Regions from separate parts of the Mus musculus genome. Here regions 1, 2, 4, 5, 6 and 7 are each linked to region 3. Evidence: chromatin contacts called from public Hi-C and promoter capture Hi-C data. All regions are on one chromosome and are shown on one strand. The core of a region is the stretch at or near the end of the contact, and the rest is flanking DNA. Distances in the headings are between cores, read along the strand shown. Region 1 holds the start of Vgf (VGF nerve growth factor inducible). Region 2 holds the start of Znhit1 (zinc finger, HIT domain containing 1). Region 3 holds the start of Styxl1 (serine/threonine/tyrosine interacting-like 1). Region 4 holds the start of Lrch4 (leucine-rich repeats and calponin homology (CH) domain containing 4). Region 5 holds the start of Pcolce (procollagen C-endopeptidase enhancer protein). Region 6 holds the start of Agfg2 (ArfGAP with FG repeats 2). Region 7 holds the start of 4933404O12Rik (RIKEN cDNA 4933404O12 gene).

Evidence for each region. Promoter capture Hi-C pulls out the DNA fragments that hold promoters and counts their contacts. Hi-C and Micro-C count contacts between places; a contact is called where the count stands out from the background.
Region 1: a contact with region 3 is called in a promoter capture Hi-C map of pre-B cells, with 3 times the contacts expected there. The contact joins the promoter of Vgf here to the promoter of Styxl1 in region 3. A contact is called at or near these places in 2 of 39 promoter capture datasets (liver and pre-B cells), 1 of 484 Hi-C or Micro-C datasets (B cells) and 2 of 9 other capture datasets (liver and pancreatic islet).
Region 2: a contact with region 3 is called in a promoter capture Hi-C map of pre-B cells, with 4 times the contacts expected there. The contact joins the promoter of Znhit1 here to the promoter of Styxl1 in region 3. A contact is called at or near these places in 3 of 39 promoter capture datasets (the C10 cell line, liver and pre-B cells), 2 of 484 Hi-C or Micro-C datasets (CD4 T cells and CD8 T cells), 1 of 115 datasets of contacts at active chromatin or transcription factors (large pre-B cells) and 1 of 9 other capture datasets (liver).
Region 4: a Hi-C map of B cells shows a contact between it and region 3, with 7 read pairs. The contact joins the promoter of Lrch4 here to the promoter of Styxl1 in region 3.
Region 5: a contact with region 3 is called in a promoter capture Hi-C map of pre-B cells. The contact joins the promoter of Pcolce here to the promoter of Styxl1 in region 3. A contact is called at or near these places in 3 of 39 promoter capture datasets (cranial neural crest, liver and pre-B cells) and 1 of 9 other capture datasets (liver).
Region 6: a promoter capture Hi-C map of liver shows a contact between it and region 3, with 3 times the contacts expected there. The contact joins the promoter of Agfg2 here to the promoter of Styxl1 in region 3.
Region 7: a promoter capture Hi-C map of liver shows a contact between it and region 3, with 3 times the contacts expected there. The contact joins the promoter of 4933404O12Rik here to the promoter of Styxl1 in region 3. A contact is called at or near these places in 3 of 39 promoter capture datasets (liver and pre-B cells), 1 of 115 datasets of contacts at active chromatin or transcription factors (large pre-B cells) and 1 of 9 other capture datasets (liver).

The regions. Positions count from the first base shown.
Region 1 is chr5:137,028,459-137,031,745 of GRCm38.p6, forward strand. It overlaps Vgf (VGF nerve growth factor inducible), which reads left to right and starts at 1,837. Exons shown (of 2, transcript NM_001039385.1): 1 at 1,837-2,003; 2 at 2,508-3,287. The coding sequence starts at 2,528.
Region 2 is chr5:136,985,565-136,989,036 of GRCm38.p6, forward strand. It overlaps Znhit1 (zinc finger, HIT domain containing 1), which reads right to left and starts at 1,340. Exons shown (of 5, transcript NM_001310747.1): 1 at 1,247-1,340. The coding sequence starts at 1,268. Plod3 (procollagen-lysine, 2-oxoglutarate 5-dioxygenase 3) reads left to right here and starts at 1,455. Exons shown (of 19, transcript NM_011962.3): 1 at 1,455-2,239; 2 at 2,553-2,644; 3 at 2,771-2,907; 4 at 3,008-3,171; 5 at 3,319-3,431. The coding sequence starts at 2,122.
Region 3 is chr5:135,776,372-135,779,908 of GRCm38.p6, forward strand. It overlaps Styxl1 (serine/threonine/tyrosine interacting-like 1), which reads right to left and starts at 2,014. Exons shown (of 9, transcript NM_029659.4): 1 at 1,880-2,014. It overlaps Mdh2 (malate dehydrogenase 2, NAD (mitochondrial)), which reads left to right and starts at 2,278. Exons shown (of 9, transcript NM_008617.2): 1 at 2,278-2,430. The coding sequence starts at 2,365. Gm30205 (a long non-coding RNA gene) reads left to right here. Exons shown (of 5, transcript XR_003955810.1): 5 at 1,551-1,613.
Region 4 is chr5:137,627,634-137,630,846 of GRCm38.p6, forward strand. It overlaps Lrch4 (leucine-rich repeats and calponin homology (CH) domain containing 4), which reads left to right and starts at 1,490. Exons shown (of 18, transcript NM_146164.2): 1 at 1,490-1,793. The coding sequence starts at 1,574. Gm20605 (predicted gene 20605) reads left to right here and starts at 1,490. Exons shown (of 22, transcript NR_033148.1): 1 at 1,490-1,793.
Region 5 is chr5:137,610,117-137,613,676 of GRCm38.p6, forward strand. It overlaps Pcolce (procollagen C-endopeptidase enhancer protein), which reads right to left and starts at 1,288. Exons shown (of 9, transcript NM_008788.2): 1 at 1,121-1,288; 2 at 281-389. The coding sequence starts at 1,212. Fbxo24 (F-box protein 24) reads right to left here. Exons shown (of 10, transcript NM_027708.1): 9 at 3,557-3,560; 10 at 2,389-3,003. The coding sequence ends at 2,641. Gm36266 (predicted gene, 36266) reads left to right here and starts at 2,590. Exons shown (of 2, transcript NR_165817.1): 1 at 2,590-2,814; 2 at 3,462-3,560.
Region 6 is chr5:137,682,806-137,686,093 of GRCm38.p6, forward strand. Agfg2 (ArfGAP with FG repeats 2) reads right to left here and starts at 1,948. Exons shown (of 12, transcript NM_178162.3): 1 at 1,554-1,948. The coding sequence starts at 1,774. Gm15498 (a long non-coding RNA gene) reads right to left here. Exons shown (of 2, transcript XR_003956003.1): 2 at 2,580-2,836.
Region 7 is chr5:136,917,185-136,920,572 of GRCm38.p6, forward strand. 4933404O12Rik (RIKEN cDNA 4933404O12 gene) reads left to right here and starts at 1,962. Exons shown (of 4, transcript NR_015555.1): 1 at 1,962-2,247.

The DNA.
Region 1 (3,287 bases), core at 587-3,086, 1.3 Mb after region 3:
CTTGGTTCTCAAGTTTGTTTATTTATTTTTCTTTCTCTCTCCTTTAGCCTGCTTCTTCAACCTGCTTCAGGTTCTTTTCCTTCCATCCCCCTGTCCCCATCTCTCTTCTCTTTCCTCTCTCACCCCACCTTTTCTCTGCAGAGCTGATGGGGTTTCTTCTGGGAAAGTCAAGCCACTGATGGAAGGGAGAAGCCACTGCTGGTTATAGAGAGAAAGCACGTGAGTGTGTGTGTGTGTGTGTGTGTGTGTGTGTGTGTGCCCGCGCGCGCGCCCTCGCGCGTGCACGAGCTAGGGGCTTAAAATGAGGGTCAGTAACAGGATGGTATGAGGGGGCTGACTCTGAAAGAGGTTCTGAGACCCTCCAGATGCCCTCCCCATTCTGGTTTCCAAAGTGTCAGGGTGCGGGGGGGCTTTGCGTGTGCCTATAAGCACCCCTGTGTCCGCAGTCCTTGTGTGTCTGGTGTGTGTCATTGTCCCCCCCCTTTCCCTGCCCACGCCCCCGCACTGCTCTCCGCCTGCACCGCAGCCCCCTCCAGCCTTCCTCCCTCCCCTTCATTCCTGCAGTAGCAGCTCCCGGGGCCACCTTTCCCTCTCCTCTACCCCCTCCCCATTTCCGTCCTCCCATCCCACCCCCGCCCACGTCTGGTCTCCCTTCACTGGACCCGGCTGGCTGATAGATTTTCTGCGCAATCTCTGCGTCATCGCCCCCCACTCCCGGAACCTCTAACTGTCCAAGCCCCCAGCCCCAACCCCTCTGGGCAGGAGATACGGTCGAAGGGTCTGATGGCTGAGAGGGTCCATCTCTGACGTTGCAATTCACCCCCCCCCCCCGGTCGCGTTCAGACCTCCCCTTTAAGCGGTAGAGAGAAATGGAGTTGAGTCACCCTCTCCACCTGCTCAACCCCCTCCCCACCTGGTCTGCTCTCGCCCTCCAAATGTCCTTGGGTGGGGGCTGTGGGGGAGAGGGAGACAGGCTGAAGGGTGTGGGAGAGTTGGATTAAAAGGGGGCACAACAGGAACCCCCTAACAGCCACAGCAGAGCCCGCTGGCCAGAAGGACAGACACACCTTTTTTTCCCCAACCCCTTCAGACACGAACTGGTTTGAACAGACACGACCCAAAGGCACACACATCGTCAATCTTTCCCTTTTCTCTCTCGACTAGGACCCTTTCCAAGGTGATTACCCAAACCGCAAGATCCACCCATCTGCGCTGACCCTGGGCGGGCATCCCGCACCGCAAATCCACCCCCTCCTCTCAGGTTCAAGTTGTCCTTGGGCGTGCTCCCTATAGACCATACTGTGGCGGAGTAGGGAGCCAGGCCCCTTCCCCTTTCAAACCCTTACCGTCCCCCCATCCAGTACTGATCTTTTACTGGCGCCCAATTAGATGCTGGCGGTGCCCTCTTCCTATTCTGCTCAGCAACGCAGGCTCCGCGCCGCAAGTGCTTTGTAACCCACCCTCCCGCCTTCTGGTTCCTCTGTACCCACCCTTCCATTCATTTTTACATTCATTCATTCATCCTTTTCTCCTCGTCCCTCCTTCATTCATTCATAGCCCCCTGCCCCGCCCGCCTCGACATTTCATTCATTCATTCATTCATTCATTTCCCGGAGCTCGGCTAGCGCACGCCCCTCTAGCCGAGGGCCCTACTGCGCAGGTGCAGGCCGGGAGCGACGCTTATCCTCCAATCATTGGACTTTCACCGTCCACCAGACACCCGCCCGCTTCCCCATGAATGAACATTGACGTCAATGGGGCGGGGCTATCCCACGTGACCCCGCGCGCTCCCCTTTATAAGGCAGAGGCGGCGCGGGCGCTGTCCAGCGTGCTGAAGCCGGAGCGAGAGCGCTGTTGCTGACCCAGCTGAGCCCAGCTTCTAGGACGCCAGCCCTCGACCATCGCTCATACTCCAGCCACGGAACAGAGCCAAGGCGGACCGGTCCCGACTTTCCCCCTGCCCCGACCCTCCTCTCCACCTCCCGCCGTCGTGACACCGGCTGGTAAATACTCCGCTGTCCATCCCTCCAACCCTCTTCACTCGTGGGCGTGAAGGGAGGATTTTCTTTCCATATGGGGTATTGAGAGCATAGCGGTGTGCCCCCGGGAAGGGTCTTTGGTAAAAGGGGAGTCTCTGCTTTTTTGTCGCTGATGAAGTCACCCACGCACCATCCGGGGAGTCCTGTGGGGAGGGAACAGATCCCCCCTCCCGCTTATCATTGCTGCTTAGTACGCGGGCGCTGGCTGAGAGATGACTTAGGGAAGGGGGCGACAGGAGGTACTGGGTACCCAGAAGGAGGATTGCGGGCGTTCTCTGCCCATTTGCACGACCCCAGAGATCGCCACATCTTTCTTGTTCTCTGCTAAACGTTTCTTTTCGGGTAAGGTTAGAGAAATGAGGGAAACCCCGGATTTCCTGCTTAAAGGTGGGGGGAGGGAAAGCAGAAATAGAAAGCGGGGAGTTCTTATAGAAATCCTCTATTTCTTTGATTTCTTCTATTTTTCAGTCTCTGGCAGCCCGTTGGTCATGAAAACCTTCACGTTGCCGGCATCCGTCCTCTTCTGCTTCCTTCTACTGATCCAGGGGTTGGGAGCAGCGCCCCCCGGGCGCCCCGATGTTTTTCCTCCTCCCCTCAGCTCTGAGCATAATGGGCAGGTAGCTGAGGACGCAGTGTCCCGGCCAAAGGATGACGGCGTACCAGAGGTCCGAGCTGCTCGGAATCCCGAGCCTCAGGACCAGGGAGAGCTCTTCCAGGGCGTGGATCCCCGGGCGCTGGCCTCGGTACTGTTGCAGGCACTGGACCGTCCGGCCTCGCCCCCGTCGGTCCCGGGAGGTTCCCAGCAGGGAACACCCGAAGAAGCAGCAGAAGCTCTGCTGACCGAGTCCGTGCGCAGTCAGACCCATAGCCTCCCGGCACCAGAAATCCAAGCGCCCGCTGTGGCCCCCCCTCGCCCTCAGACTCAGGACCGCGATCCCGAGGAGGACGACCGCTCAGAAGAGCTGGAGGCGCTAGCATCCTTGCTCCAAGAACTTCGAGATTTCAGTCCGAGCAATGCTAAGCGCCAACAAGAGACGGCGGCAGCAGAGACTGAAACCCGCACGCACACGCTGACCCGAGTCAATCTGGAGAGCCCCGGGCCAGAGCGCGTGTGGCGCGCTTCCTGGGGAGAGTTCCAGGCGCGCGTTCCGGAGCGCGCTCCTCTTCCGCCCCCGGTCCCTTCCCAATTCCAGGCTCGAATGTCCGAAAGCGCTCCCCTTCCCGAAACTCATCAGTTCGGGGAAGGAG
Region 2 (3,472 bases), core at 90-2,589, 1.2 Mb after region 3:
AGCCTGAGACGCATGCCTGTGCCCTGTGACTGCACCGACTACCTTCCTTGGACTAAAAGTCTCCCCAGTGTGGCTCCCAGATGTCCCCCTATCTTGTTGGATATATTTCCTATCCCGACATTTTGTCTCCTCTCTTGCTCTCGAGGCTGCTTCTGCCTGTCCTTTTTCTTTAATTGATAGCGCTCTTTGGCCTGTCCCTTTCTCACCCCCACAACCTTCAATAGGATCTCAGGAAGCCCAGGCTGGCCTGGGATGACCTCCTGTGCACAGCCACACCAGGCTTATGTGATGCTGGGGATGGAGCAAGAGTTTTGGGCATGCTGGACAACACCCTATCAGCAGGGGCTCATCTCTGACCTCTTTTTCTTGTATTTCTATCTTTCTTCAAAAAGTGCATTTATTCTGAGTGTTTCTGTGCACATGTAGGTGTTGCAGTACACGTGCAGAGATCAGAGGACACTGTATGGAAGCCTTTTCTCCTATCATGTGGATCCTGGGGACTGAACTCAAGTAGTCAGGCTTGGCAGCAAGCAACTTTACCTACTGCATGCACCATCTCACCTGCCCATTCCTGGTGCTGGGTTTCCCATAACATGCCAGTCTCAAACCAGAACTCCCCCAAACCACAGACTTCAGGACTACAGGACACCAAGAGGCTGAGGTCCAGCCTAATTTACATAGGCAGCCTAGGCTACATTAAAAAAAGAGAGAAAGGAAGGAATGAAGTGTGTATGTTCGTGTGTGTGTGTGCACGTGTTTGTGTAGTACCCAAAGCCAAGCCCTTTGATTTCCTAAGTTTCTCTGTTCCCTCCATCCAACATCCAGAAGCTGGAGGAAAGTGGGGCGATGGTGGCGCACGCCTTTAATCCCAGCAGTGTAGAGGCAGAGGCAGGCAGATCTCTGTGAGTTCCAAGCCAGCCTAATCTACAGAGCTAGTTCCAGGACAGCCAAGGGTACGCACCCTGTCTCGAAGAAAAAAACAAAAAACAAAAAAAAAACAAAAGCAAAACAATCCAGAAGCCGAGGTGAGTACCACTGCTCATAGCACCCGGGCTTTGGAGAGACAACACATCCTCTCCATCCCCAACGTCTGCTGAAGCAAGCAGTCACAAAACACGAATTAATGGTTCCGAGACTGCCCCAACACTGAGCGAAGGTAATTGACGTGAAAAGCTAGGCGGGGAGATGTTAGGCTGAATTTGAACTTGGGAAGCACAAAAGGGCGAACCACTCAAGGCTCACATACCGGCGGGTTTCTTCTCCACCATTGGCGCAACACAGTTGACAGAAGAGCCTACTGCGCACGCGTACTAACCACCGACCCTTGCTCTGAGCACACCCCTTCCGGTGGCGTGCACACATACGCGTGCGCAGTCTTTCCCCTCCCGCTTGAAGTCATTACGTGATGTTCCCTTGGAGATCAGCAAGCTTTCGCTTTCCGCCATCTTTGATAGGGGCAAACCTAATTCCGGTCGCATTGTGGTTACCCAAAAAAAAAAATCTGAGAGCCGCCTGCAAATGGTCACTTTTTAAAAACTGGCGTGGGTGGTCTTTAGGGGAGCGCTCTTGTCCCTGTGCCCTTTGCATCCCCGGTGCGTGTCCCCGCGCTGCGGGACAGGATAGGCAGGTTCGGTGGCTTTGTTGAACCCAGACCCACGAGGATGTCCGCGCGATCCCGCCTCCGGCTTCCCGGCCCCTCCGGGCCCGTCGCCCCCGCCGCGCGCCACCCCAGGCCTTGCTGTCCTGTGTTCCTCCGGGTCAGACTTGTGGTCAAGACCCGCCCCCGCGTCGCCTGGACCCTCCTCAAAAGGTCACTTCCCCTCCCGGGGGGATTCGGTTGCTCCGGTGTGAGTCAGGCAGTGCCCAGGACCGGACCCTCGGCTCCTCCCCACCCTCCAGCCCGCGCCCGCGGGACAATCCTTGCCTTGTCTCGCCGTCTGCATCTCGGGTTTTCGGTGGCCTCGGGTTACGCCTTTTTTCCAGGGCGGAGTCCCGAGCACAGCTCCTCCTCTCAGCGGGCTCGGTTTCCCCTTTTCCCAGAATCTTCCCGGGGCGTCGGAATCCAGGCGCTCAGCTCAGCGCCGGTGCGGGCCTGGGTGTAGCCTAAGCGTGCTGCTAGCCATGGCTGCGGCAGGCCCGGAACCCCGGCTTTTGCTCCTGCTCCTGCTGCTGCTGCCGCCGCTGCCCCCCGTAACTTCTGCCTCCGATCGACCCCGGGGCGCCAATGCTGTCAACCCAGGTGAGAACCCGGGCGGCCAGTGGGCAGGGTCGACACGTCCGCCAGCCTGGAAGGGAGTGTCCAGCCTTCCCAGTGCATTAGCCTCTCATGCAGAACTTGGGGTTCCAGGCTCCCCAGACAGACAGGAACACCCCAGCCCCCATTCGTGTATGTTACTCTCACCCGACTCTTCTGGAGATCAAATGTGCTGAAAGAACTTTAGTGAAGTAATATGGAGGTGTGTGTGTGTGTGTGTGTGTCGGGGGTGATACAGAGGGATAAACACGTGGGACACTAAGCCGTGTCTTAAGTGCCAGTTCTCTGGCTATGACAGACAAATTGCTGGTGATCACTGTGGCTACGGCAGAGACAGAGGGGTACCGGCGTTTTCTGCAGTCTGCGGAGTTCTTTAACTACACTGTACGGGTGAGTGGGGGGACCCATGGGAGAAATTCCAGCGGGAGAGGGCAGGGGTCGTGGGGGTTGGTCCTGTTTCCTCATCTTGGCCAGCTGAACCTCTTCCGCTGCGTGGGGGTGGGATCTTTCCTGCAGACCCTGGGCCTGGGACAGGAGTGGCGAGGGGGTGATGTGGCTCGAACAGTTGGTGGAGGCCAGAAGGTCAGGTGGCTCAAGAAGGAAATGGAGAAATATGCAGATCAGAAAGACATGATCATCATGTTTGTGGACAGGTAAGGAGGGCTGGGGTGGAAAGAGTGGGAAACTGGTTATGGAGAGAGAAAAAGAGACTGAGGTTCCTCCTGGCTCTCGTCTTCCCCTTTTCTTGCCCAGCTACGACGTGATTCTGGCAAGCAGCCCGACAGAGCTGCTGAAGAAGTTTGTTCAGAGTGGCAGTCATCTGCTGTTCTCTGCTGAGAGCTTCTGCTGGCCTGAGTGGGGGCTGGCAGAGCAGTACCCTGAGGTGGGCATGGGGAAGCGCTTCCTCAACTCTGGTGGTGAGTGGCCGAGTTCCCAAGACAGACTTGTCCCCTCTCTATCTCTCCCTCCCCCAGTGGAGCGGGCATTGCATGCTCTGGGTGCTTGAGTCGGGGACCCTGGCAGTCTCGGGAGGTCTAACTCACTTCTGCTTGCCACCCCCCCAGGATTCATCGGCTTTGCTCCCACCATCCATCAGATTGTCCGCCAGTGGAACTACAAAGACGACGATGATGATCAATTGTTCTACACTCAACTGTACCTGGACCCAGGGCTGCGGGTAGGGAGACTCAGGGACAGGAACCCCCTCTCCAGTTGAAT
Region 3 (3,537 bases), core at 764-3,263:
TAATCCCAGCACTTGGGAGATAGAGGCAGGGGGATCTCTGAGTTCATCAGTCCAATCTACAGAGTTCCAGGAGAGCCAGGGCTACACAGAGAAACCTCGTCTCAGAAAACCAAAATTAATTAATTAATGATTAATAAATACATACTCCCTGACCCCTAGATGACGTCAGAAAGTTAAACAATTACCAGAGCATATTCTTCAGAGATAAGATCAAGGGCAGTGCTTATCCATATATCCCCACCCCAATAGAAAGCATCTCCTGGAACACAAGGCTACGTCTTCCTGTCTCCTCCTTTCCCTTGCCTCTCCATACTTGGCACTATTGAAGAATCAGCAGCATGGGCCCTGGAGATTGCACTCAGGCTTGGCAGCCCGCTTCTCTGCCCACTGAACCATTACCAGCTCAGACAAGAGGCACTTCCCTCCTCCAGGGCTCCCACTAAGACCCACCCAGTCTTCTGGCAGGTCTGTTTAAGTGGCTCATCCTCTGGAAGGTTCTTTTAACATGACCTCCGTTCCAAGCCCATTTCCCCAGGTTCGCATATCACTTCTCCAAATGTTGCTCAGATGCCCACTAGATTCTGCTCCCCAAAGGCCAGGCAAGAACCGGGGGAGGCATATCCGATTCCAGACGGGGCTGGTAGTACACTTTATCCATCCAGCAAAGAGGTAGAGGCCAGGGAAGAGAGTCGGCCAGCCATCGCCAGCTCTCGTGTGTGGCTATGCTCTTTGGTTCTCGTTTGTTACCACCAGCAGCCTTGCTTTCTCTGTCACTGTCCCCAACCAGACTGAGTCACTGAACTTGCTACCATCCTGCTTCAGCCTCCAGGTCCCTGGGAATACAGGCCTGCTCAAGGACAGCTAGGACACTGAACTTATACTTTATTGCTGGAGAACTTCACATTCATGCCAAGTGTTTTTGAACAAATCCAACCAGTTCCCTCCCTTCCAGTTCCTTCTCTAACCCCCTCCCCAACTTTTTGTTTGCATGGTTGTTATTTTGTTTTTTGGTTTTTTTTTTAACAGAGTTTCATGTTGGCCTCAAACTCACATCAATCCTTCTGCTGCAGCCTCCGGAATATTTTTTATGTGTGTAGCATGCGTTCGAATGTATGTAGGTGCATATATGTGCACGTCTGTATGTGTATGGGTCCTTACTTTTACATTTTTATCATTTTAAATGTTTATTTCTGTGTCTCCGTGGGTACCTGCACACGAATGCCTGCGGCAATGGCTATGCCTGAAGCTAGAGTTTCAGGGGGTTGTGGGCCACCTGCTAGCGTCTCAGGATCGAAGCTCTGCAAGAGCAGCAAGTGCTCTTAACCAGAGTCATCCCTCCAGCTCTGATCCTGAACTTTAGAATAGTTATTATTTTTTTAATCGTGTGTTGTGCGGATTTTAGTAAGAAAGGAAGGAAAAGAAGGGGGGAGCAGGAAAAGCAAGAAGAAGAGTTGCAGAACCGTGCTCCCTGCACTGCTGGAGAGTTTGAGGGGTAGAGACAAGCCCAAAGCCTGAGGCACGGTCACCAAACGTTTCTTCCTCCGTCCCAGACCTAGGATCGCGGTCCTGCACATCGCCTGGTGCCATGACAACGCGAGTACTCGCTCCTCCGAGCGGGTTGTGTGAGAAGCCTGGAACCTCAACAAGGCTCTGTGTAACTTGTCGGAAGGGCGGCTCTGGAGGAAACAGGTGGGGAGATGCTGCCCACCCCGCCCCGGGACGCCCCGGGACCCCAGCCGGCCTCTTCCAGGGGGCAGGAAAGTTGGGCCTGGCTGAGGTCAGGAGCTCCGGGGCCGCCTGACCTGCTGCGCGACTTCTGTCAGGCTCCCCGGCAGGACGTCCGACCGGAGCCCCACCTGGGATAACGGGTACTTCTAACCTAGAGCCTGTCCTCCGGGCGAGCGCTCCAAGAGTCCTTCTAGTACCGGGTTGCTAGGGGCGGTCCCAAGATTCCGCCTAATCCTGGTGACCGTCTGTCCTAGCGCTAGGTCCCGGAAGTGGGCAAAGCTAACGGTGGGGAGGGGCGGGGCAAGGGGCGGGGTAGGAGGCGGGGGAAGGAACGGCCTGATAAAGTGAAGCCGGGCCTCTCTCGCGAGATCTCGGAAGTGGCCGGAGCCCAGAGATGACTTCTTTGGAGCCGGAGAGAATCGTGACGTCAGGCCTCGCTCGCCGGGTCTAGGGCGTGCTAGACAAGGAACCACACGGCCGAGCCTGTCTCGCGAGATTTGGCTCAAGCTTCTTGCGCTTCTCTCGCGAGATCAGGTGGCTCTGGACCGGGCGGCCACTGCGCAGAGTGGAGGTCGTTGGAGTCACTCGTCTTCTTGTAGCTCCTGCCAGTAGCTCCGTGTCCCGCCCGCCCTAGCCATGCTGTCCGCTCTCGCCCGTCCTGCCGGCGCCGCTCTCCGCCGCAGCTTCAGCACTTCGGCCCAGGTACAAGGGGCTGCCTGCCTAGGAAGGAACTCCGGGGGCGGCACACGCGTCCCCGGAGCTCGGCGTTTCTTAACCATCCAAGGCTCACTCTGGACGTCTGGGCCGCCCGGCTCACATCCCGACCAACATGGAAGGGGGACAGAGTCAGTCCAGGTTTCCTCCATAGTCTGCGCTCCACGTAGGTGCAGAAGCCGAGGCTCGCGGTCCGGATGCGAGTTGCATTATATGCAACTTTGCATTGCTTCGACTTAACTGATTTTCTCCTTGAAGCCTCCATGGATGTGAGGCACCAGGAGAGAAATAACGCGGACGTTAACTTCGTAGTGCCGGGGGCTCCGAGGGTGGAGAACGGATCAGGGTCACAGTAGTTTGGGAGATTCGATTGAAATTAGCACAGTCAGTGGCCTTCCCGCCCAGGGATTGCTTGCTTTATGTCCGTTTATGTGGACCAGGCTGGCCTCGAACTCACGGAGTCCAGTCTCTGCCTCAGTACCGGCATTAAAGATGTGCATCAAGCATCGTTTTTCAGAGTGTGTGTGGTGTCATGTGCACATGATTGTACAGAGGCCAGAGAAGGACATCGGTGTCTTGGCCATCACACACTAGACCAGCGAGCGGTTCTCAACCTTGGGATCGAATGACCCTTTCACAGGGGTCCCGTAGCAAATGTTTACATTACGACTCATAACCGTAACAGAATTTCAGTTACGAAGTAGCAATTTTATTTTTAAAAGTAATTTTATGGTTGAAGGGTTCACCTCAACATGAGGAACTGTATTAAAGGGTTGCAGCATTAGGAAGCTTAAGAACCCCTGTTGTAGACTTTATTTATTTATTTATTTATTTATTTATGAGAGTGAGAAGGCCTTTGATGAACCTGCCAGGCAGGGGAACCGGGCTTTGAACTCAGGTCCTTATGCACTTACCCACTGAACCATCTCCTCCACTGGATCTCTTTTGAATTATTCTTGGAGGATCATCCTTGCTTTGGGTAGACTTGGCCTAGGACAGTTACAGCTAAGCTATTTATAGTCAATCTTCTCCTGGGCCAGGGCCTCTTTAACTAGTGCATGTCGGAATCAGTAAAGGAGACCCAGGATCGTGTCA
Region 4 (3,213 bases), core at 240-2,739, 1.9 Mb after region 3:
CTCACCACAGGATTAACCTTGGAAGAGCCGAGGCGATTAAGGGTGTTGGGATGCCTGTTTTCTAATGACTAGAAGCCACACAGGGAGGTTCATTAAACGCTAACATTCTTCTAAAAGCAAATCTCAAAGGAAAAAAAAATATTCTTTTACTATTATCTCTCACATCTGGGACTCCTTCCTGTATCTCAAGAAGTTTTCTGGGGTTTTTTTGTTTGTTTGTTTGTTTGTTTGTTTGTTTTTGTTTTTAAAAAAGGTTAGTTTGGAGTTATGTAGTCCAGGCTTGCCTGGAATTGACCTCGAAGTCCCGATCCTTCTGCCTCCTCTTTTTAAGAACTGTCACGACAGGCTCATGCCACCACACCCAGCTTCAAATAAGAGGTTTCCAATAGACAAAGTCTGTTATGAAAGTATGTGTGGGGGAGTTCTACTGGAGGTCTGAGATTTGTCCAGCTTCCCTTTCCTCATTTATAAAAAACCCGAGGTCTTAGCCGGGCGGTGATGATGCACGCCTTTAGTCCCAGCATTCGGGAGACACAGGCAGGAGGAGCTCTTGAGTTCAAGGCCAGCCTGGTCTACAGAGCAAGTTTCAGAACAGCCAGGGCTACACGGAGAAATAAATCCTGTCTCGGAAAAGCAACAAACAAAAAACCCCCAAAGATCTTGTTCTAGAGGCCATGAGATCCTTCGTAGTCTCTAAAGTTTGGTCTGGCCATCACAAGTCTTCTCCAGGGGGACTTTGGCAGGTCTGACGACTTTCCCTCTCTGAACTGGAAACCCCCTCACCGGTCATCCCCAGCATTCCCATTAGGGACTCAAGACTGCGCAGGAGGAAATGGTCCCTTCTGTTGAGACAACAGCCTGAGTGCTGAGTGGGGCATCCCTCGCCCTTCCTCACTTCTCGGATGCTGGTTTGCTCCCCAGTAAGCACAGCTAGTACCCAACCCTAACCCTGCACTGTCAGGCCGCCCAGCGCGCGCCTTTTACGATCTTTACCTGCGTCTCAAAAATTCTAGCTCACCCACCTCCTTCTGTCTAGCGAATGGAGCACCTCCTAGCCCATGCTATTGGTAGGCAGAACCGTCCCTCAGAGAAGAGGCCGGGACAGGTTCCTTTTGTAGGTTCTAATTGGTCTTCTTCACAGTCACTCGCCTGAATCTAGATTGCAATTGGTCTTGGTTGAAAAAGCAGGTTTGTGGTCTCTGGGTCTCTAATACCCTAAAGTTGAGACCTGTAGTCCCCGCCTCCTGGGCGGGTCTCATTGGCTCCATCTCCAGCCTCGAGAGTTGTGATTGGATGTCGCTGCGCGGGGCGGGCCGACCAGGAACCGCGGCCGTTGGCGGGGTGCTCCTCTTCACCCCTCCCTTCCCTCAGTGTAATCTAGAATTGAGAGGCTCCACCCCCTGCCGTTTTCTGATTGGGCACTTCTAACGCGTCTCTGGTTCATGATTGGTCCGCGGAGTTCCTGACCCTCGCTTCCTCCCTTCAGTGGGGACTACGGCGGCTCCGAGGAGGGGGAAGGGCGAGAAGGGCCGGCCGGTGCCGTCAGTCAGGCAGGGGGAGCCGCCGAGAGCGGATGGCGGCAGCAGTAGCGGGCCCACTCGCCGCCGGGGGTGAGGAAGCTGCAGCTTCAGTGTCCTTGCCAGGGTCTCCTGGTCTACCTGGGAGCCGTAGCGCAGAACGAGCCCTAGAGGAGGCTGTGGCCACCGGGACCCTGAACTTGTCCAACCGGCGTTTGAAGCACTTCCCCCGGGGCGCGGCCCGCAGTTACGACTTGTCAGACATCACCCAGGCTGGTGAGTTGCGCTGGTGCCCAGAGAGCAGGGGACCCATACTGGACTGCGACCCTCATTTGCATAGCCCCGCCTCGCGTTCGATTGGGCCCACCCCTTCACCTGGCAGTCTTGAACGCTCGCCCCTTGGGATTGGCATTGAGCCCGCGACCTCCCCTCCCCTGTGTAAGAACCACTGGACAATGAGTTCGCTTCAAGAGTGCACAGAACACTTTTGGCCGAGCTCTAGGAGACTCTTCCCCTTTATTTGCATATTGCGCACCTGTAGCATGGTCCCGCCCCTCACCTGGTTGGCTTCTTCAACCCTAGATCTGATCAACCCTTAAAGCAAACTTCCATGTAGAATCTATCATTAATCGCTACATTTTCACCCTTTTAGTCGTTTCCAACGTCTTTCTCACCCGTCCACCACAATCCCAACAAGCCCCGTTATCTCTTTCCTAAAGGGTCGCTCCTAACAACCCGACGTTTCTGCTTGCTTTTCCGTAGTCTCCCCAAGTCCCAGCCCCTCTCCGCCGTCCACCCCAGCCTATCTATGTGAAAGAAGTGAATCTCTCGCCCTTAACTTTCCACCCATTATCCCCCTATCCCCTTTCTCTTCTTCCTGGTTTTATGAGGTCACTGTGGAGTTTGTGATCTCATAGGAACCCTACAATTCTGCTTTCCCCTTAGGGGAGAAACTTGAGGCAGCTTGCTGAAAGGAAGGACATTGTATCTCTTAGCTAGGAGTGCTGACCTCCTGGAGACTCTCCAGTCCCTGCCCTCAGGACCCCTCTAATCATGTCCACCCCACCCTGGTGTGTGTGTGTTTGGGATCCCACTAATCATGGACACTCTACCCTTGGGTCTGCTATGGCCAGGCACTGGGGACTGTACTATGACAGGTGAGTCAGGCTGCTTAGGAGGCAGCCTATGAACTTGGGCTGGCAGCTGAGGGCGGGGAATCACAACAGAGGGCTACATTCCGGGAGCCCCACCCCAGTCTGGGCTGGAGTGTTAGGGCCCCTTCTGCTCCTCTCATCTGGTCCAGGGCTGGATCAAGCTGGATCAAAGAACACATTGCTCCAGTAGGTTCCTGCCCACCTGCAATTGTACCAGGCTGGCTGGGGCACAATCTCCTCTTACAGCTCTGGAGAGAAAAAGTTTAAATCTCTCTGTTTTTAAATGCTTTTTCCCTACACAGTTGAATGAGTCCTGGGAATGGGTGAGCCCCAGGAGCCATGCTTACCCCTCCTAGGTCCCCCCAGCCCCCCAGCTCCAGATTGACCTCAGCAGCTGTGTGACACTGGCCGTCTGTTCCCTTTCCCCTCCCCCTCTTGCTTGTTTTGTGACCAAGACCAAATGTTTTTCTTTACTTCCTCAGGGCTCTGTCTCAGTGAGTGGACTCTTGGGAAAACTACCAAGCCCTCCCAGCCCCTCCTAG
Region 5 (3,560 bases), core at 38-2,537, 1.8 Mb after region 3:
ACAAACCTAAATGAATAAAAGAGATGGACCTCAGTGGTAGAGTTCTGGCCTAGTATGCCAAAGTCCCAGGGCTCAGTTCCCAGTAGTGGGATTGGACCAAGAGGAGGAAGGTTGGAGGTACTTCAGAGCATGTTACCATGGGGCCTGACGCCCTTGGACCAAAGAGGAAAAGAGGGTTTCCCAGAGGTGATGCCTGGTGGTGGGGACGGTGTCCCTGGGCTGTCAAGGTTTGGCTTGGGAGACTGATGAAGAGCAATGGGGACCAGAGGGGCCTTCTCACCGTAATTGTCCAGATGCACTTCTTGTTTGGGGGGTAGAGGTTGGGGAAACCCTCACTTGCCACGTAACCTGACTCCCCGGTCACGTCCCCTCCGCACAGGAACACAGGTCTGGAGGACAGAGGAGGTGTCAGGCAGAACCCCTGCATTGATGGTTCGTGAGAAGGGCAAGCCACGGCAATATGGGAAGATGGTGTTGGAGAAGCCCCAGCCTGTGGACTGGAGACTCCAGTCCAAGGACCACGGAAAGTGGGGCTAGGCAACCGCCCCGTCTCTCCATCCCCTAGAGGCTCCACCCCCACGCTGCCAGGAATTCCGGGAATCCTTCTCAGTCCCCCTAACCTCCTCTACCCCCCCTCCCTGTCCTGCCTGGCAGTCAAGGACAGGAGCCGCCTAACTACTTCCAGATGTGACAAGCCACGAGGCCACGAGGGGGAGGGGGCAAGAGAATTGAGGAGAGCAACAGTGGACACACAGCTAGGGGCTCCCACCTTCGCCCTGCTGCCATGCTCCTGGCTAAGGACCAGTACCTGACTTTCTGCTTGCTACCCTTCCCCCAATCTCAGTTCCTGAATGTCAGCTAACAGACAAGGTCAAGGTCTTGGCTTTCTGGGTTCAAGCTCCATGGAGGGGCAGAGGGCAGAAGAACAGTAGTGAAGGAGTGGGAACAGTGGAAGTTACAGACCAGTGTGGCCTTGCAGCAGACAGGGAGGATATGAATCTGAAGAGGAAAAGGGATTTGCTAGCAGAAGAGCTTGCAAGACCCACAGGCACAGCCCTCCCAGGACTCACAAGCATTCTGAAGCTTCCTGTGGAAGCCATCTGAAAGATATGAGACCTACCTCGTGTAGTTGGGGGTCTGGCCTCGGGCAAGAGGCAGCACCCAGGCCAAAAGGAATGGCCCCAGAAAGGAGGTTAGGGCAGCAGGCAGCATTGTGTAGGGGGGAAGTGCTGGAAGCAGCAGCTGAGTTCAGCAGCAGCAGCAGCAGCAGCAGCAGCAGCAGCAGGATAATCAGGACCAGATGAAGCAGCCCCGGGTGTGTGGGCGTGGGGACTGGCCAACTGGGCGGGCAGCAGGGGAGGCGGGACGGGGAGACAGCTGGGACAGTGCTTGAGTCCCTTCAGAGGCCTCTCTAGGTCTTGGACATATATTAATTGACCAGAGAATGCTGGGAACACATCTAGTCATATGCCACTGCCCTCTGTCCTTTGCCTGGGGACCTGGCATTTGCTGGAGACTTTCAGGTGCAGGCTGGACCCTTCTTCACCTGTTGCTTTCTCGGCATCTAGAGGGGATGTCCCCAAGTCTCTTGGCTACCCACTGTCCCACTGCACACTTCCAGATAGTTCTTGTTGCTTAAGACAGGCTTGCCATGACGCACTGGCTAGTCGGAGCTTTCGATCTTTCTGCCTCAGCTTCCCACGTGCTGGGATTACAGGCCTGCACCCCCTTCCCCAGGAGCTTCTGCACATACTTAGGACCTCCCCTTAACACTGGACCAGATCAGGCCAAGCAAAGTGGCTTTCTGACTCCTTATTTTCTCTTCCAACTATTTTAAGGTACAGAAGGGTTAAGGGGGGGGGGGGTGTGGAGTGTCCCTGTCCCTGGGCAAAGAGGGGACGGAGCAAAAAGTAAGGGAAAAGATGGGAGACAGAAGAGGACGGGATGCTGATTCCACGGGACTGTGGGCTAGGGGTGAGGTACCCTAGAAGTGACGATCAGATTGCAGGTTTGGTGCAGGTATGATGGAGGCACACCTGAAATCCTAGCTCTCTGGAAATGGAGTCAGCGTGAGCATGATTAAAGAGGTCAGCCTGGGCCACACAGTGAGGCTCTGTCACAAACAAAACCAACAGACCCAACAGAGGTTTCAAAGTGGGAAGTAAGGTGTGTCTGTCGTCCGAGTTACTTCACAAGCCCAGGCCTGACCTCCACATCACAAAGTGGGGCTTCTGGAGTGAGAAGGGGAAGGTTAGCTGGGGGTGCTGGCACTTCCTCAGTAAGACAACAGCTTGGGCTCTTTCTGTCTCCCCCCACCCCCTCACCAGCCAGGCCTCCCTCCATCCCAGGCCACCCCTCCATGAGGCCCCAGGGTTTCAAAACAGGCTTGGCTTTAGCCTTTTATTCTACTGTCCATCAAATTTCTCGCTCATGATAGTCAGGTTAGGGGCTCCTCCAGGGCAGGCCCCTGCACATTTATAAAAGAGGTCCCTCCTCTCCCCTCGAATACGCAGCACTGCTCCCCACAGCCCCACCCCCACCCCCCACCCATGTACACACAGTGTTCTCTGACACTCCATCTCTTCTCAGCTCTAGCCCACGGCTCGACTTCCTTCAGGAGGAAAGGCTAAGAAGAGGGGTTCAGCTCTCGGGAGTCGAGGTGTCTGGGCCAGCCCCTCCAGCAGCCCTCTGCAACATGTCCAGTGCCTCCCAGAAGAAATCTTTCTGGGCAGCCATCAAGGGCATCCAGCCCACAATCTCCTTCATCTTCTCCATTCGGTCCTGCAACGTGGGGCAACTGTGGATCTGGCTGAGGTACTCCTCACAGGCCTGGGCTGTTCCCCCAGGGTCTTGGGGGGCTCCAGCCCCCTGGCTAGGTTCAGGGCTCCCCCCCACCCTGCTGGCTGGCAGGTCTCGATAGACAGGGCACTGTTCGATGTCGTGGCTGGACAGCATATAGAGACACTCTCTGGTGGAGCAGAGGGAGCAGGCACACAAAGGGACCTTAGAGGAGAGAACGGGTGGAGCTGAGGGAGGCTTAACACTGCTTCCAGGAAGCCGACTTAACCCTGATGCTGTGCTGACCCCTCTCAGACAGGCCCTGGCCAGCAAGTGAGCTTCAGCTTGCTATGTTCCAGGACCCATGTGAACTTGGATAGAGCCATGGGGTCAGCTAAGGAGAAAGCGGCGAGAAGTGTGGTGCAAGAAGGGAGACTTCGCAGTACAGGGGAGATGGAACCAATGGATCCCTTACAGGGGTCACAGCTATCTGCTGGGGATGGGGACACAGGAAAGCCAGGAAAAGCTAGAGGTTAAGACCAGCCTGGGCTCCACAGTGAGAATCAACTGGGGCCATGCTTGGTGCCCAATATGAAGCAGTGAAAGAACTAAATCTTACGGGTTGTCCCCTGTCCTCCACTGGCATACTGTGGCATAACTCCCTTCCCACAATTCTTTTAAAGACTTTGGAGAGAAGGGAGGTTAAGTCCCGTGGTCCACCTGGCTCTAGTGTTCTACCCTCCCTGAGGCCTGCCTGCTTGCCCGACCCTGCTCTGACCTTG
Region 6 (3,288 bases), core at 698-3,197, 1.9 Mb after region 3:
TGTCGCAAAAGAACAATACTCCTTGGTTTTTTTTTTTTTTTTCAGGCTGGTATGCATATAAGAACAGGAGAGCTTTCCTTATTAAATAAATAAATAAATAAAATAGCAGTGTACTAAAATACTAGAAAACCAGACAAAAACGAGTCCCTAAGAAAACCAAAGATCTCGAACCCAATGTTAGTCAAATAATTCCTAAGGAGAAGGAGCTTACTAAATAACTAGAAATCTGGGGTGGTCTGGGCTGAGGGTAGCATTGTGGATTTTACAACCAAGCCTCTGCTCCCCAAATTTACAGTTTACCAGATGAGACTCGGCAGTACACTTAGGAAAGACCCCAAAGCATGCCTGTAACCCCAGCCATTACAGAGGTAGAGGCAGGAGGACTCTGAGTTCCAAAGCCACCCCTAGCTACATCATGAATTAAAAGTCACCGTGGACTGTATGAGACCCCGTCTCAAGACAAATTAAAAAAAAAAAAAATGGACTGGTGAGCTAGCTAGCTCAGCAAGTATGGGAGCTTACAGCCATGCCTGTTGACCTGAGTTTGATCCCCAGGCCCCACACGTAGTGGAAGGAAATTGCTGATTCCTACAAGTTATTCTCTGATAACCACACAAGCCATGGAACCTACATGTCCCTACAGTGCAAAGTAAAGAAATCAAATGCAACTTTAACGGGGGCAGAGGACGAAATGGGGAAAAGAAAAGAATATGCCATTCTGATCCTCATCTCTTCGGGAAAGCTAAGCTGTCCGCCAGGATAACCCTTTGGCTCTCTGCCCTTAGTATATTTCGTAAGTCATCTACCCTCTAGCTAGCATTCCAGAGCCTGAAAGATTAGGATCTGCACCTGATCCCTGGCTTCATACCTGCCACTCTAGGCTGTCAGCCTGGGCTAATGCGTGGAGCATTTTCCATTCCCTTCTAGGGTACTTTTGTCTTAGGCTCGACTTCCCTATTTCTTTCCCTTCTCCTTCCACCCCGTTCCCCTCCGCTCCCCTCCTGGTGGAGCGGCAAGGGTCTCATGGTTGGCCTTGAACTCCTGATCACCTCCCCCTCAGTGTTGGGATTACAGGCGTGTACCACACTACTCGGGTTTTATGCAGTGCTGTGGATGGAAACTCAGGGCGCCGAGCGTGCTAGGCAAGCACTCTACCAACTGAGATACAATGCAACCCCAGCTAAAGTTCCCTTTAAAGGTCTATGTCAATTTCTGGCCCTTTAAGTCCCTCCCCCACCCCACCCCAGTCCCTCCACACTTTCTCTCTCCCCACCTGCAATTCGCCTTCGCCTCCCCCAGGGAGTTTCTCCAATCCTCTCCTCGTGTCCTTCTACAGCCCCCACCCTCCCTCTGCAGCGCGACTCCACTCCCGTCTTCTGTCCCCCTGCGCTTTTTCCCTTTCCCCCACGACACACCTCTGCAGCAGGCGACCTTCCACCGCCACATCCAATGCCGGGGCTACCCCTCTGACCTCCTGGATCGCCCCGAGCTCCTGCAGACTCACTTCACCCGAACCAAACCCAGTTCCCCCCCCCCCCCCCGGATCCACTCACAGGAGGCCGGAGCAGGTGGTGCAGACGAAGCTGCCCACGGTGATGTCCACATACGTGACCCCGCGCTGGGCGCACTCGAAACAGTGGCGGTTCCCGGCCTGGCTGCAGCCGCCCAGCTCCCGCACTCGGCGGCACCACACCTCCGAAGCGGCTTCAGCCTCCGCTTTGCTCCCTCCGACCCCGCCACCCGGGCCCGGGCCCTTCTTAGCCGCCATCACCATCTCTCCTCCAGGTTCCTCTGCAAGTCAGCGGTCGCTCCCCTTTAACCGCTCGCTGCCTTTCCCGCCTCCGCCGCCTTCGCACGCCCGGCAACCCTGACACCAGCTCCTGCAGCCCCGACCACGACCGCGAGAGACTCTGCCGCCCCCTTCCTCGTCCTGTTCGGCACGCTGATTGGCTAGTCTCCCCCCACCTCCTTGCTTTAATTGGTTCGATTCGAGACGGCCTCCGGTTGCTGGAGCCTTCAGAACCACGCCCCACTGCCACCCGGCCTTCTGTCTTTTCCATTGGTTCACAAAGACCCCCACCTTGCAAGTACAATGCGTGCCCTCCTCCTTGTCCCCGCCCCCTCTCGCCACGGACTCCTATGCTGACTCTGATTGGTTGTTAAGGTTGCAAAATTAGCGTGCGAGAGAAAGGAGGTGTTCGGCGCGTGCGTAGTGCTCATCCTCCGGATTGATACTAATTCCCGCCAAATTTCAAAGGCTCGTTCCAGGCTGAGCCAGGAGACAAGAAAATCGGAAAGAAATTGCCCTAGGATGAGCTGGAGGAGAAAGGGAAAGACAGAGAAGGGGAGTGCTTTGTAAAAGATACTTTATTTATCCAAGTCATAGAAAGAGCCCCCACTTTAGAGTCAAGTTAAAAACCTGAGGTAGGATGCAGAAGGGATGAACGGCGTTTGCCACTAACCTTCATTCCCACTCCTGTAAGAAAACCGACTCCTATAAGCTAGCTGCCTTCTGATTTCCATGAGTACACACACACACACACACACACACACACACACAAATAAATAAATGCATGTAAAAAATATTCAAGAAAACATGTTGAAGTGGATCACAGAACTGGTTTGTGGCTCAGTCAGAATTTGAATCTGAGTCTTTTGATTTTAAAAGCTCTGCTCCGTGGCCAGGGATGTATCTCAGCTGGTAGAGTGCACTAAGCGCGAGGTTCAAGCCCCCAGCACTGCATACAACTCAGCGCGGTGGCACAGGCCAGTAATTCCAGCATTTGGGAAGTGGGGGTAGCAGTAGCGGTACTTCAGAGTCATCCTCGGTCACTGCCTGGAAAAGGAAAGGCTGAGAATAAGCAGGTTTAGGGATGCTGGCAACCATAAGTCAGGACTTTGGTTTCAGACATGCCAATGGGATGCGGGCAGATGAGAGATAGGTTTCTGAGTTATTGGTACCCAGGAGCCCATGGGCTAGATGAGGTTGCTTAATTGTTGTCATAGCTGCAAGTGTACTTCCCCCTGAGCTGTGGTGATGCCAAGTCCCCATGTACACATGCAAAGGAACCATTTTGCTTCATGTAAACCATGGCTGCATGCCTTGGATTCCAAGCAGGTGGATCGCTGTGAGTTTTAGGCCAGCCTGGTCTATGTAGTGAGTTCCAGGGGATTACACAGTGAAATCCTGTCCCCCACCCCACCCCCACCAAAAAAAAAGCCTCTTGTACATTTTCAGAGTTCAGCGTTCAGCATTTCCCTGTGCTGGCCATTTCTTGCACAGCTTCT
Region 7 (3,388 bases), core at 712-3,211, 1.1 Mb after region 3:
GTTAAGATGGGAGTCATTTTTCCTGCTGCAGGTACAGCCAACTGCTCCCACTGCAAAAGGAAAAGCCGCTGGCTGAACTGAAAAACACCCCTTCTCCATTCTGCTCTGTCTCAGTTCATTCCAATTCAAGCTTTTGGATTTATTTGTTTATCAAGTCCTGTGTAGCCCAAGCTGATCTCAAATTCCCTATGTATCAGAGGATAACCTCTTGCGCGCACCCGTCTTACCAGCAAGAACGACGCTGCAACAGGATCCTTCTGCCCACGTTTATTGGGAGAGCTTGATTGCAGAGGCAAAAAGATCCCAAGCCCAGAACTGGTGCTGCTTATATAGGCCTAGGAGAGGCGTGTCTCACACCCGGATTGGTTGTGCTTGGGTTATGTTTACCACCTCATTTGCATGCCTACATCTGATTGGTTAACCTCTCTCATCTGATTGGTTAATTTTGGTTAATTCTCAAAACCTCATCTTGGCAAAAGAACTTTACTGCCTATGTATGCATGGTGGCCAGCGGAAGCCAGCGCCACCCTGCAACGGCACATGTGGCTTCCCACAATAACCTTGAATCCCTGATCCTTCTGCCTTCACTCTCACAGGCCGCCATTACCCATGCCCAGTTTATGTGATGCTACAGATGGGAGCCAGATGGGCTTCCTGTTAGCCAGGTGTCTACCCACAGAGCTGCAGGCCTCTCTGTTGCTCTTTATACAGCCTTTGAAAGCATGCCTCTTGTTTCCAAAGCCTCAGTGTGGCCCAGGTCCACTTCAGGATTCCAGATACTCAGCCTGTGAAAATCAAAATGAGCTCCGTCTTCTACATCTATAGTCTTATCAGAGTTTTGGTCAGATTATAGAACAAAGGCCATCGTTATCCAAACCCTCTGGTCAGGTGGTTGGCACTGTCTCTTGGGATCCCAGTCTCCTTAGTTACCGTCTCTCAGTGTGTAGCAAGAGAAAGATTCATACCCAGGCCTTTCATTCCTATTGTGTCCTGGAGTGAACATTTAGTTTGAAGGTTAACTCAGAACAAGCCGTTAGTAGTTTTCAAGATTTCTTCCTACCGTATAGGTTATTGTCTTAGTTATGGTTTTACTGCTGTGAACAGACACCATGACCAAGGCAAGTCTTATAAAAACATTTAATTGGGGCTGGCTTACAGGTTCAGAGGTTCAGTCCATTATCAAGGTGGGAGCATGGCAGTATCCAGGCAGGCATGGTGCAGGAGGAGCTGAGAGTTCTATGTCTTCATCCAAAGGCGGCTAGTGGAAGACTGACTCCTAGGCAACTAGGGTGAGAATCTTAAACTCACACCCACAGAGGCACACCTACTCCAACCAGGTCACACCTCCAAATGGTGCCACTCCCTGGCCCAAGAATATACAAACCATCACATTTATGAAGTATGTATTAATCGTAATAGCCACAGGTTCCTTTGGTCTACTTTTGTGTACAACAAACCTTAAAGGAAGATGGCTGAAGACAGGCTAGCCAGGTACAAGCTCCACTTAGGATATGCAGTGTCTGAAACGGCTCCGAGGGTAAATATAAAAAAGGGACTTTCTAAATACTATTTAAGTACTTATAAGGCAAATACTGTGTTTGAATTCTCCTTAAAGGCGTGGCTAGTAATCAATGGACTACGTTTCCCATAGCTCCTGTGGCAGCTTCTCTGCATTTCCTAGAAGGCTGTTCGCCCTTTGCTCTGGCCCTGATCATCCGTGGGAAGAAAAAATGGCAATGTATTCGTCAGCATTGTTTAAGTCAAATATCGTCTTTTGTCCTTTATCGTTCCCCTAATCTGGCTTCTGCTCCTTCGCTCGCTGGCTTGCAGAGCCCAAATAATCTGAGAATAGTCTCTGTGGCAACTACAACGGTTTCTAGGGCTACTCGGAGAAGCAGGAGGCTGTCCATGCCGAAGCATTCTGGGAGTTGTAGTTCTGGTTCCTTTCCAGGCAACGGCTTGTCTTGCTCTGCCTCCTCCCACACCAGAAGTGAGCATCAGGTGGTGGCGAGCGCGTAGACAGGGTGAAAGGTGTGAGGGTTAGCGACAGATCTGCGTATTCACCTTGCTGGTCACCGGCCACCACCACCTCGGCGCCAATGAATTTTCTGTCGCGAGCCCCGCTAACGGCTTGCCGCTGAAAACTCTGGGAAATGTAGTTAGGCGCGAGCAAGCTGTCGTTAGTTGCAGGTCTGAGGCGGGAACCGGGGCTCCTCATGTGTTCGCGGCTCGGTTCAGCCTTCCACGGTGAGGATTTTCAGCCGGGAAATCAGGACAAGACCTGGGACTGGATGCGCGGGAAGCCCAGCCCTGAGCCGGGGGGTGGGGGTGGGTGGGGGCGCAGGCCACCTCTCCAGTCCTGAAACCCCCCCCCCCCCCCCCCCGGTGATGTGACTCTGGGTTAACCGTCTAGTTCCTTCACGTTGTCCGGAATAGCAGAATGGATCCTGGTGATCGGAGCAATTAGGTGCTGTCCATGGGCTGGGGAGATGACACAGGGGTAAGAGAGCTTTTGCAACCTTGAGAAACCGCTCGAATCCCCAGCAGGGAGACAGGGACACAACCAACATGTGGGATCAGAGACCCTAGCCGCCAGCCTAGTCTACCTTCAAGTTCAGAGACGGACCCTGGCTCTGGGGAATGAAGCTGGGAGTAATAACTTCCTGTGGCCCCTGCAGTTGCACACGAGCTCTCAAGCATATGTCAGCATGCATACACCACACACAATAAGTAGTGATGGGTGCTGCCACAGCCACAGCCCTCCACTATTAAAGAAGAGGGAGCTGGGGTTAGAGTCGATAAGGTACCCCTCATCCATGGTCTAGCTGGGGCCGACAGACACAGATCTGCAGTACCTAGCAGTGTTTGCCCTCGGAAGCTTCACTGCTTCCTAAGAGCAAACGCGTTGATACTCCAGTAAATGACAAGGCTGGCGGGTGCTTTTGTTTGATTGGTTGGTTTTTGTTTTGTTTTGGGGGGATTTTGTTGTTTTCTGTTTTGTTTGTTTTTAGTCTGATGTTTGTTTTGGTTGTTGCCGTATGTATTTAGGGGGAGGGCATGTAGTGGTCAGAAAACTTTCTGGGTTCAGAAATTGATCCTTTCCTTTTGCCACGTGGGTCTGGGGGATTGCACTCATGTGATGCAGTGAGTGATCACATTTACCTGCTGAGCTATCTCACCACCTATCTTGGTTTTGTTTGAAATAAGGTCTGTATATGTAACCCTAGGCTGGCTTGGAACTTATAGTCATCCTCCTGCCTCAGCTTCCCCCAGTCCTGGGATTACAGACTTTAGGGAAATCATGATTAAAAATAAATAAATAGCCAGGCTGGTTGCACATGCGTGCGATTCCAGTGCTCACAAGGTAGAGACGGGGAAGTCAAGACTA